Regions from separate parts of the Mus musculus genome. Here region 2 is linked to region 1. Evidence: chromatin contacts called from public HiChIP or PLAC-seq data. All regions are on one chromosome and are shown on one strand. The core of a region is the stretch at or near the end of the contact, and the rest is flanking DNA. Distances in the headings are between cores, read along the strand shown.

What was found. HiChIP or PLAC-seq counts read pairs in DNA pulled down with a chosen protein or histone mark.
Region 2: an HNF4G HiChIP or PLAC-seq map of pancreatic cancer cells shows a contact between it and region 1. The contact joins two enhancer-like sites. A contact is called at or near these places in 2 of 484 Hi-C or Micro-C datasets (myocytes and nephron progenitors), 2 of 115 datasets of contacts at active chromatin or transcription factors (bone marrow-derived macrophages and pancreatic cancer cells) and 1 of 9 other capture datasets (adipose tissue).

The regions. Positions count from the first base shown.
Region 1 is chr3:144,547,198-144,553,229 of GRCm38.p6, forward strand. All of the region lies in intron 1 of Hs2st1 (heparan sulfate 2-O-sulfotransferase 1), which reads right to left. Gm46829 (a long non-coding RNA gene) reads right to left here. Exons shown (of 2, transcript XR_001784021.2): 1 at 1-6,032. Among named protein-coding and RNA genes, the nearest start is that of Gm46829, 6.7 kb to the right of the region's middle. Within about 2 kb of position 4,419, at least 25 of the 459 cell types and tissues checked have an H3K27ac peak or open chromatin away from gene starts, as enhancers often do. A contact at or near this core is called in pancreatic cancer cells, where this site is marked.
Region 2 is chr3:144,661,077-144,667,276 of GRCm38.p6, forward strand. No RefSeq gene overlaps it. Among named protein-coding and RNA genes, the nearest start is that of Sh3glb1, 56 kb to the right of the region's middle. Within about 2 kb of position 4,030, at least 77 of the 459 cell types and tissues checked have an H3K27ac peak or open chromatin away from gene starts, as enhancers often do. A contact at or near this core is called in pancreatic cancer cells, where this site is marked.

The DNA.
Region 1 (6,032 bases), core at 3,169-5,668:
AATCTACCTGTACCCACTGCATGTGTTGTACATCTACCTGTACCCACTGCATGTGTTGTGTATCTACCTGTATCCACTGCATGTGTTGTGCATCTACCTGTATCCACTGCATGTGTTGTGCATCTACCTATACCCACTGCATGTGTTGTGCATCTAGCTGTACCTACTGCATGTGTTGTACATCTACCTGTACCCATTGCATGTGTTGTGCATCTACCTGTACCACTGCATGTGTTGTGAATCTACCTGTACCCACTGCATGTGTTGTGCATCTACCTGTATCCACTGCATGTGTTGTGCATCTACCTATACCCACTGCATGTGTTGTGCATCTAGCTGTACCTACTGCATGTGTTGTACATCTACGTGTACCCACTGCATGTGTTGTGCATCTACCTGTACCACTGCATGTGTTGTGAATCTACCTGTACCCACTGCATGTGTTGTACATCTACCTGTACCCACTGCATGTGTTGTGTATCTACCTGTATCCACTGCATGTGTTGTGCATCTACCTGTATCCACTGCATGTGTTGTGCATCTACCTATACCCACTGCATGTGTTGTGCATCTAGCTGTACCTACTGCATGTGTTGTACATCTACCTGTACCCATTGCGTGTGTTGTGCATCTACCTGTACCACTGCATGTGTTGTGAATCTACCTGTACCCACTGCATGTGTTGTGCATCTACCTGTATCCACTGCATGTGTTGTGCATCTACCTATACCCACTGCATGTGTTGTGCATCTAGCTGTACCTACTGCATGTGTTGTACATCTACGTGTACCCACTGCATGTGTTGTGCATCTACCTGTACCACTGCATGTGTTGTGAATCTACCTGTACCCACTGCATGTGTTGTGTATCTACCTGTATCCACTGCATGTGTTGTGCATCTACCTGTATCCACTGCATGTGTTGTGCATCTACCTATACCCACTGCATGTGTTGTGCATCTAGCTGTACCTACTGGCATGCAAGGATAAATGTGACTCACTACCCATTTTGTCAGTGACAAATGTAGAATACATTTGATAGGGTTTATTTTGAGGCTAAGCTCCGAGAGCACAAACGCGTGTGGGTTTTAGGTTTTCTCTGACGTTACTGATGTAAGGGTAGGACTAGAACAGGTAAAGCACAGCCTGGTGTTACAGCCTTGTCATACAAGCCACGCAGGAAGCTGAGGCAGGAGCTTGTTTTCTTCAACAAGCGAAGAAAGAAAGGAGGTCAGAGGGAGGAGGAAGACAGAAGAAAGGATGAGAAGGCTGAGAGGGCAGGTTTAGCACTGTAACAGATCAAAGTTTAAGCATGCACTTTGGCACATCTACTAAAACAATGCAGTTTTAGTCTGCAAGCAATATCTAGCCTGACTTAACTCCAGCATGCCGTTTCCATGGAACAGATGGCTGCCCCAGACACAAATCCATCTAACTAGCATGAAAGAATGGGTAAATACAAAATTAATAAAATGTGGGTGTGGGCTGGAGGGGAGGTCCAGGTTGCTATGGGACCTGGGGCTGGGGAAGTGAGATGGGAAGGCCCCTGGCCAGCCAGTCTAGCCTAACTGGCAAGTTCCAAGCTATCAAAGACCTAACCTTAACCAACAAGCAAGTGAAGGCAGATGGTGCCCAAGGGACAACAAGACGATGGCTGTCTGTGCGCATGCACACCTATGCATGTGTATGTGTGTGGGTGCAGGCTGTGTTGGATGCAAACACACAAACTGCAGTGTGAATTAGTTCTGCGCCATGTAACCTTGTGCAACTAAATTAATGAAGTTAATCCCATTTATGCCCCTGTAAACAGAGACCATCCTGATCCCTCAGAAGATGATACAAACTAATGAAATGATTTATAATGCAAAGATGTATTAAACATAGTAAAAGAACTCACATATGAACTATATTATCTGTATTAACCAATATAGATATTAAAGAAACCAGCAAGTAATACACACGGTAGCTAATTTTCCTGTTAAAGCCCAAAACCAATTATGTTCAAAATAATGCAACTTAGCACTGTAGCCAAAGAAATATGGCATGATCAAGAAAAACAAAACAACGGTATCAGCAAATACAATTATATTAGTTTAACGCGATGAAAACGACATGGCCTCTGGAGCTTGGCCTCAAAATCAACCCTATCAAGTGTATTTTTTTTTTTTTTGTCACTGACAAAATGTGTAGTCAGTCACATCTGACTCACATGTCACAACAGTCATTCCCTCCGCATCCAACGGCCGCTGTTAACCTGTCTGTTAGCAAAGCGCCTTGCTGAAGATGACCAACATCCCTTGGGGACACAGGGAAGGGGGAGGGACAACAGAGAGGACTGACACGCGGGAATGTGATAAAGGCCACACAGTAATAATGGCTACCTCTCTGTTCTGATGTTTGAGGGGCACATCACATGTCCCTCCCTCCCCTCAGAACTGTGTTCACAAGTCTTTATGGAGTCTCTAGGCCGCACACTCTTCTGTCTCCTTGCTTGAGGAGCTGGCCTTGGAAAGAGCGCCGCCCGTCTGACAGGGCAAGTGCTTTAGCTTCTCTCCTGCTGACATCCTATCACTAACACTAATATGGGAAGAGGACAGGCAGGTGACATGATGTATTAAGTCAGAAATCATAATTTCACAAACCACAGATGAGTATGTATCATCATCACCCTACCCTAAAATCAAGGATCTGTGACTTTTTGGCGTCACTTTATTCAGAAAGAATAACGTGGGACCTGTCCCCACCTCCTCACGAGCTGACCCACCGTCTAGCAGCACTCTCTTCCCACTAAATCTTAGGAGAGCCCAGCAGAGAGAAGCGGGTCACTAAGATGGGTCCTCTGAAAGCTGTGCCTGGTCCCATTCCTTCCTTTTCCTCTGCTTCCTGCCCACTCTGTGGTGAAGAGCCTCGTAATCCACACGCTCTCCTCTCCACAGAATAAAAAGCCAAGCACTGAGGAGAGAAATCTGAGACCATGAGCTAAAATAACTCTTCCCTTTCCACTGCCATTGGCAGTAGCTATGCATAGGACACACACAAGGCAAGGTTTGGCTGCTAGCGCAGTGAGTGTGCACACCTTATTAGCTGCTGAAAACCGATGCTAGATGCAGTGGCCACCGCTTCAGGAAGCTCCAGGCCAGTCAGGACTAGTGAGAACCTTTCTCAAATAAATACATATATGAAAATTGTGCTCAGTATGCTATGGATGACTTGAGAAACAGTTAAAAGCCAACAGCCTTCCTAAAATATCTTTTATGCTTCAGCAATTCCCCTCTTTAGCCTTTAGTATTAATCTAGCAGTACATATTTTAAATATTTGAAAACTATGCCTTAGAATAGCCAACTTAAACCATATTTTTCTTAACAATCATAGCTATATAAACTATGAACTATGTAGAGAGATTTTTCCTAAAATTAAAAAATATCAAGAAGCAACTTTTCAGTGAACTACTTACTGTCTTACTATTAATTGGAAGCTAAATGTGCTCTAAGAGGTCATTTATACACCGTATTTTTCTAAGTAATCACATTGTCTTTTAAACTGTCAAAGGGTACTCAGTAGCTATTACAGACATTATTCTGTATGGATGGAAGCTACACTGGCAATGGCTAATTCAGTCTTCTGCATTCTAGCAAGAGCAGTGACATCACTCGTCATTAGTGCTACAGTGCCCACACTCGCTCCTGATGATCACATAGCTGCTCTTTCCAAACTATACTCAACACCATTTAATTCAGTGGCTCTCAACCTGTCAGACTGCAAACCCTTTGGATCGAATAATCCTTTCACAGAATCGCATATCAGATATTTAATTATGATTCATAACAGTAGCAAAATTACAGTTATGAAGTAGCAATGAGATAATTTTATGGTTGGGAGAGGGTCAGCACAACATAAAGAGCTATATTAATGGGTCGCAGCATCAGGAAGGTTGAGACCCACTAATAAGTAAAAGGAGCTCTCCAAGTGTGCTGTGTGCCTAACATCACACACAACTGCATTGCAAGACTGCACCTGTCCTTCCTTAGTGCTTCCTAACTACCTCTCCCTTCACAGAATATTCTCCATGGAAACAAAGTAGTATTTGCTCCACCAACCGCCTGGTGACTTTGTAGAAAGCATTATTGAGCATGCTGTGACTCTCTGATCTTCTCACGCACTAAGTCTGAAGATTTCTCAGCTCTGCCTCTCGCACATCTGCCAAGTCCAATACTACCAAAACCACCTAGCTGAATAGAACATGGAACAAACAACTCAATTTTTGGCCTTTGAGCGATTTTTTAAAATTCATTTAAGAACATAAAATCATACATGTGTGGTTAGGCAGGAAGGTGATCCAACATAGGGACCAGGGGAGAACGGCCTCCTGCTCCACTGTTTACACAGAAACCGCAAAGGAAGTATGCCTGCCCCTCCCCCATAACATGCATACATTCAAGAAAATTATAAGGCCTCTTTGTTCTGGAGAAAAGATAATTGCCCAAAGCCAGACTAATGATGCTTACGTTTTCAGAACAGAAATAAATATTAAGACACAGTTTCACCACACAGGTCTAGATTTCACATGGGGACAGGGAGGAGGGCCTGGAGAGATGGCTCAATGGTTAAAAGCCCTGGCTGCTCTTGCAACAACCACAACTCTGGTTCCTCTGCATTAACGCCCTCTTCTGACCTCTTTGGGCACCAGGCATGAACGTGACACATGTTCACGCACACAGAGACACACAGACACAGACACAGACACACAAAAAAGGAGGGGGTAGAAGAAGAGGAAGGATAGGTGAAATGTAAAAGATTCATTTGTTTTCAAATCCTGTCATCCTCAGTTCTACAGTCTAAAGTCACTAAGAAAGCACCGTCACCACCACTGGGCTTAAGTCGCTTTACCCCAGTACCAACAAAAAGTCTTAAAATACGGCTAAAATTCAAGTATATGGAAAAACAAGGATCTCTTTCACAGAGCTTTACCATTAACTAGGGAAAGTATACAAAGTATTAACCATAAAACATCACATGCAAACCAAATGACATTCTACACACAAAACTATGTCCTGCAATCATCTATTAAATCTTCATTAAGGGGGTGACCTGTACCTCAGAATCATGCTATATTGACTTAAAGAGTAGCAGCAAAATTCAAGAGGGGGGTCACACAGCTCACTTCTCACAGTTTTGCGTTCTAACCTTCCCAAGTGTTCTTTCTTGCTTTCCCTTTTTTCATGGAGCAATAGGTCATACTGTCTCTGCTCCCCAGCTAGTCACAAACTCTTAGAACCTATCTTCCTACCCCACCCGCCCAACAGCTGAAGCTAAAGCATGCCCAATTACAGCCAGCCAATCTCCCAAATTTTCTGACTTAAGACTGGCGAATAACTGTTGACCTGGTGTGATAGTTTATTACAGTTCTTATGACCTTCCTTGAGTTGAGTGTTGGACACATGACTATATTTTGATTGCATTCACCTCCCACCTCATCCCAATTTTGTCACACACATGCACACGCACACGCGCACACACACCCTATGGACTCCGAGCTGTACTGCCCATATACTCCTAGATGGAAGACCATTCACAAGTGCATGGTGGGACAACCAGGGCCACACCCTTAAAGAAACTGCTGCCTTCCCCAAAAGCCATCAACTATCAACAGTTCTTCAGCTAAAGGTAGTGACTTACAGGCCCCTCGCCTGAGTTGTGAATTTTTAAAACTGTAAGAGTAAAGAATTTTGTTCTTTTCTATAATTATGCTCATAATTTTGGCAATAAATATAATGGTACAACCTATGATATTCTGTATTTGAACTTCCTAAACTTTAGACTTAAGGCACAGAGCATACCTGCACATTTGTCTCTCTGTGAGACTGACAGTGAGTACCAGGAAACTGAGAGCCCGCTAATAGGACTCACTCAGGGAGCCCTTCTAAAGCGGGGTTTGGCTAGGCTTCTCCCTCCTTCCACTAACACAGCTATCATTAGGGAATCAGTTGGGCTTCTCCCTTCTTCCACTAATGCAGCTGTCATAAATGCTTAGG
Region 2 (6,200 bases), core at 2,780-5,279, 110 kb after region 1:
GGTGGATCACTTTGACTCTATAGAAGTGTGACTGTCCCTTCTTTCTCTCCTTTCCTAAACTCCTTATCCTGATTCTTAAAACATGTTTATTCTCTAGTTCTAGTAAATTGTCCTCTAGGTCTTTTCTGTGTCTGTTTTTAAATTACTTTATCAGTGAGACCGAGAATATTATTTTATAAATTAGACCAAGAATGTGCAAAGGAGACTTTGCACCCTGGTTATAGGAAGATTAAGGAACACTTCACTGTTTCTATTTGTAGTGTAATTTTATTCCGCCTTAGAAGAAAACTGATAATATAGGGACTCTCTTAGTTAGGGTTTCTATTGCTGTGAAGAGACGCCATGATCACGGTAACTCTTATAAAGGAAATATTTGAGGCAGGCTTACAGTTCTGAGGTTTAGTTCATTGTGTTGTGATAGTGGGATGCAGAGTGGCATGCAAGTAGATGTGATGCTAGAGAGGTAGCTGGTAGTTCTTACATCTGGGTTCATAGGCGGCAGGAAGATAAAATAAGCCAGCAGGCCTGGCTTGAGCTACTGAAACCTCAAAGCCTTCTTCCAACAAAGCCACACCTACTCCAACAAGACCGCACCCCCTAACAGTGCCACTCCCTATGAGCCTGTGGGGGTCAGTTTCATTCAAACCATCACAGGGACACAAGGACATCAATCATGTTTTTAGGTGACAAAATCTGAGAGGCCTAAAAGGTTGGATGTCTGAATCAATAGCAAGTTTTGACAGACCAGAGTCAGTTCGTTCCAAATTGTACGTTGGCTTAGGCTTAAATAATCCATTAGATGTGCAGGTTGTTAGCTTCTGACTCAGTTTACACTGAAAGACAAGTAGAGTTGTTTTAGTTCACATCACAGACTCAGTTTGAACCTAGAGCATAATGCGGTAGCTACCAACGTGAACCCAACCCTAAATGATTGAACAGACATTGCTCACTATAAGACTTTTACAGAATAATAATAACAATTTCTTTCCTAATATGGTCCCTAATCTAGGGATCTTCTCATTATGCTGTCCATTTTCCCAGCTTATTATGTATATTTTATACTTATTTATTCACCCATTTAATTTGCTGAACATAAATGTTGCATTATACCAAGTGTATATCAGAAGCAGTTCCGGAAAGATCACAAAGACATGAACAGAACCTGGCCCCATGCTTTAGACACTGAGCATCTAAGAGACCAGACAGAAAAGCAGATGACAGGACAAGGGGGTAACTACTTTAATCTGCCTCAGAACGACGGTTTGTGCATGATACTGGAAGCAGGCAAGAACAGTCAGTGTGGGCTTGACCCAAGGATATTTGACTTTTCCTCCTAAAGAGCCACACCCATTTCAGTTCTTATCTGCGGGTCGGGTCCTGTCCTCTCCACTACGTGAACGGACACACTGGGCCTGCAGACTGTTGAATGGAACTGTAGCCAAAGTGTCAGGACCACAGCCTGGGCTCTGGCAGCTAGTCCTTACTGTTTGAGGAGATGGTCTGCTTCTTGGGAGCTGCCTATACTTGCTCCAGCAGGCAACTTCATCATCGTGAATAATTAACACCATCTGAGGAGGGAGTCTGCTTTACTGGGCAGTGCCCCAACATGGTTTGTAGCAGTGAGTTTGGGCTACACTGCTTTGTGCTCCAGGAGGATCTCATGTGTGCACTCACCCAGGAGCTATATCTTTGGATCCTCGAATGAAAGGCACACACACACACACACACACACACACACACACACACACACACACACACATTAGCTTACTTTTAAAATGCCTTAGCTACCACAAAGGCTGGGCACTCCTAAACCTTCTTCTGCTACCCCAGGCCCAATTAGGGAAGTGGCCAGTGGCCACTTACTTGAAATCTCACATGGCTGGTTGGCTCTATCTCCTGCAGCTCCTACATCCATCCCATTCTTCTTCCACATGTCATGGCAATTCTGCCTCATTCTTTTCTGAGTCTTAACCCACACACCTCTAAGGGTCCGGCCCCATGTCCAACCATTGGCCGCTGGCATCTTTATTGATTGATCCATTTGGTACAAGGACCTTTAGCCTGTGGACAGATTCCCAATTGAATCAAAGCAGTTGAACCAATCTCCAACAGGGGTAGGCATCAACACCTGTATCAACACACCAATTATAGAGACAATAAATGGAGAAAAATCAAGATAGGGGGTGTTCACTGCGGCCACACTTCTGATTCTGCAAGATGGTATATATAGTTGTTCTTATTGCTGGAGGAGATGGTGTGCTTCTCAGGACCTGCCTACCCTTGCACCAGCTGGCAACTCTGCTTTCATAAATAGTTAACATCCTCTGAGGAGGGAGTCTGCAATGGCTGGCAGTGCTCTTCCTGGAATCCTATGTAACTGACCACAGGTTCCTGGCTTATCTGTCTTGTGCCTTTAGCCTTGAAGGAGGGAGGAGATAAGGCAAGGTAGACAGACACTCCTTGTGTGACTAACAAGCTGACTCAGACAGCAGAGATACCATAGTAGAACTGAAAGAGACCCTCAAGATGGAGACAGAGCTTCCAAACTTGAATCTCAGGAGCCTAAACTCTCAGGAGCCCAAACGATGATTCAACGCTCTTTCGTAGCAGCAGTTTCTAAATGCCCACTACAATGTGTTGCCTGACAAAACAGGAAGGTGTGTATCTAATTCACCCCAGATAAAGAACTCATGACAGACCCAAATACAGATACCAAAGTGCAACTGGTAAATCGGTGAGTTTTATTGGGGTTACTTAAAGGAATGTGGGTGAGAGGTTACTTACAGGAGCAGAAATGACTCAAAGACAGCAGCATCACCAAAGGCTCCCCTAGCATGAGTGACAGTTCATAAAACCCGGGAAACCTGGAGCTCATTGCCCAGCCTGCAGGCAGCTCAACAGGTTAGAGAGTGTTCTCTTCCGTTGACTCTGCACTAAACCTCTTCCAGGCAGCTGGTCTGCTCTCAGAGTATCTGCAGCTTTTCTCCTCCGAGAGATGTCTTAGCCACTCTGTTCCCCTAGGCTCAGAGGGACATGGCTTACCCAGGCAGGGAGGGGCTTAGTGAATCTGCTCAGTTTCAGGGACTTCCCTAAGCTATTTTGAGTTGTTTACTTTCCTGCTTAAGGAACTTTCCAGCAGGATGGGATGTTTCCATCGTGGGGAAAAAAAAAACATTTACAGAATACAATGCAAAAGAATCCACGCTTAATTCATCCATACAATTTCAATCCATCAAACAGATGTAAGGGAAGAAAGACACCAGGCTGCAGTGAAGGTGAGTGACTTATATAAGTTCATCACACCCAGGCTTAAAATCCCCTGTGCTCACTTTTGTAGCGTTCAACATGTGAGCGTGGCCCACGGACAGTCACACACAGAGCCTGAGCAAGAACTGACGTAGGGCATCACTCTGAGAAGAATCCACTGAAGTGCCTCCGCTGCAGAGATGCTAATGGTCCCGAGAAGTGTGTGCTCCTCTCAGGCACTAATGGCCTATTAGGACCCCACAGTTCTGGCACCTTCTTACCTTGTTAATGACTACGATTAGTTATCCACCATGGTCTGACCCTGAGAAAGCCTGTCCGATGTCCTGCCATATAAAACAGTCACTTTGCTGCGGGAGAAACCGTCTGTTTTTCCCTCTGAATTCATCACGGGGAGGTTGTTCTTTCTAATGGGTTTAGAATCTGAAGTTTCATAAAAGGCACCTTATCTCCCTGGCTTTCTCATACGTCTTCATCTGCTCTATTGACTCTCTCTGATGGAATATACCAGCAGGCGCGGCAAAGTGCTTTTTAATACTTCAGTAAACAGTTGAGAGAGAAACCTCATTACAGATAAAGTGAGAAGTGAGGTCCGACAGCCCATTTATCTTACTCAGGATGAAATAAGGGCTATTGTTCAATTAGGCTAAAGTACAATCTCTCATGTTTCCTTCCTAATGTCTTGTTTGGGAGCAGGGGTGGGGGAAGCGGGTGGCACGGTGAGTAAGCTTCTGAAATATTGCCCGGGAATGTGCAGCAGTATGTGACCTGGTGAGCCGGGCCACTGGGCTTGGCAGGGCAGCTGCTCCTGCAGAAGCTGCAGTGGATCCAGTTCTGCCACAGGAAGCCAGCCAGGCTTGAATCCCTCCGTAGGGGGTCCCTGGGAGAGAGCACGAGTTTTCAAGAGTGTGCCTGGGAAGGAAAATGGAAGGAGCCCGTGGTTGTCACTGGGAGACAAGTGTGGCTTTAAAAAGGGAATAGTTGGAAAGTCAATCTGGTCTACACCTAAAATAGATAACTTACATTTCTGCCTCGCTCCTTAGCCATTAATCATAGCAATGTTTTTGGTATTTTTTTAAATGGGGGAGAGAGGGGAGAGATGCTGGGTCAGGTATAGAGGCTAGGAAGAGGGGACAGAAGCGGGGCTCTCACTTGGCTCTTTCTTAGCCTGCTGGGCTGGTTTAGAAAATGTTTCAATGTTTCTCCTTAGATTCACATTTGTTTTCAAAGAATAGGCAAAACCCCATTTCTATTGTTAGACTGACTTTGGTGGAGGGCTAATATATTTGCTGGGAAGCACGGAGGTGGGGGCTGGGGGATGCTGTTGTGTTTTGTTTTGTTTTGTTTTGAATCAGATAAGATTTACCTTGAGATGTCTATCAGAAAGTTAAACAAAAACATCCACAAGAAAAGAAACTAAGGTCCTGAGTCATCGGAGGTCAGCCCTTCTGGGTTCAGACATGTGATATTTCAGACATGTGATATTTCAGACATGTGATATTTCAGACATGTGATATTTGTGCGCACAAAGGCTGATCTGTTAATCTTTGCACTGTGACTATAGCACTTTTAAAAACCTGTGTCTGCAGCCAGATGCTCTGACACTGAAACTGTGTCCCCGAAAACGTGTATTTGGATGGGAATGGAATATTGTTTATTCATCCTTCTCTTTACAGTGTGTGTGTGTGTGTGTGTGTGTGTGTGTGTGTGTGTGTGTGTTTACATGTGGAGGCCAGATGTAACAACCTTGGGCTTGTTACTCATAATAGCCGTCCTCCATGTGTTTTTGAGATAGGATCCCCCGCTCTCTTACTTGGACCTGCGCCTTATGGATTAGGCCAGGCAACTTGGCCAATGAGCCACACAGATCCTCCTTGTCCCTGTGTCCCCAGGGCTAGAATTATAAGCCTGTACCACACATGGCAGCTTTTCATGTGAGTTCTTGGGGTCAGCTTGGATCTTCATGAGAAGAACTGAGTTGATGATCTCAAGGGAATAGCTTAAAACTGAACTGGGTACCAGAGAGCTGGTAACACCCATCCAATTGAGGAGGGAGTCATAGGTTCCTAGGGACTCCACATGGGGTCTTCAGTGCAAATGGAATGCTGGCCCCTTGGAGGGAAAACAATGGCTTTCTATGAATCCCTGAGTTAATTTTAAGGGAATTAATTTCTAGAGTCTCAATTCTGACTGTGCCCTTTCCTAAAACTGGTATGATACATCAAGCGTATGGTTATCTGATTCTTCCCACTGTCTCTTAAATCCCCCTTGGTGAAGAACAATCTCTCTTCCACAAACTGTGGATTGCTCCAGGGCAGCAAACATAGAGGCAATTATAGTGTGCCTTGCAGGACCAATGCTATCAGAAGAATGGATGGGAGCCTCCCCTATGTCATTTCAAAGGTAAACTCTTAGCAAGGTCCAATGAGGACATGCCAGTGAGGTACCCATCCAACCATTTTTGAATTAGAATTGAAAAGCAAGACCATCATCTTCAGGATGGACATTCACACGCTCATCTGAATTGCAAAAAAAGAAGTCAGACTTCCCGACTGAAAATAAATCTGGTTTTGAGGATTGGTTTACAATGAGAAATGAATTTGCCAAGTATATAGTAGACATCCTGTATAAATTGAATATCTAATATATCTAATATATATATATATATAACATTTTTAAAAAATTCTGAGCCAATAGGACTATAAAATACATTGAAAATTAAACTTAGAAGGAACACTTTTAGATGTACGTGAAACATTCTGTATAGTGCACAAAGCTTAGTTCTAAAAGTAAATTAAAAGAATGTACAAAATAAAATTTGATAAAAAGTGTTCTAGGGTTTTTGTAAGAGAGTAAGCTAGGCTGAAACAACTTGAGGGAGGTTCCTGAAGTAGCAGGATTGAAGCTAGAATTAAAGAATAGGATTGATTTATCAT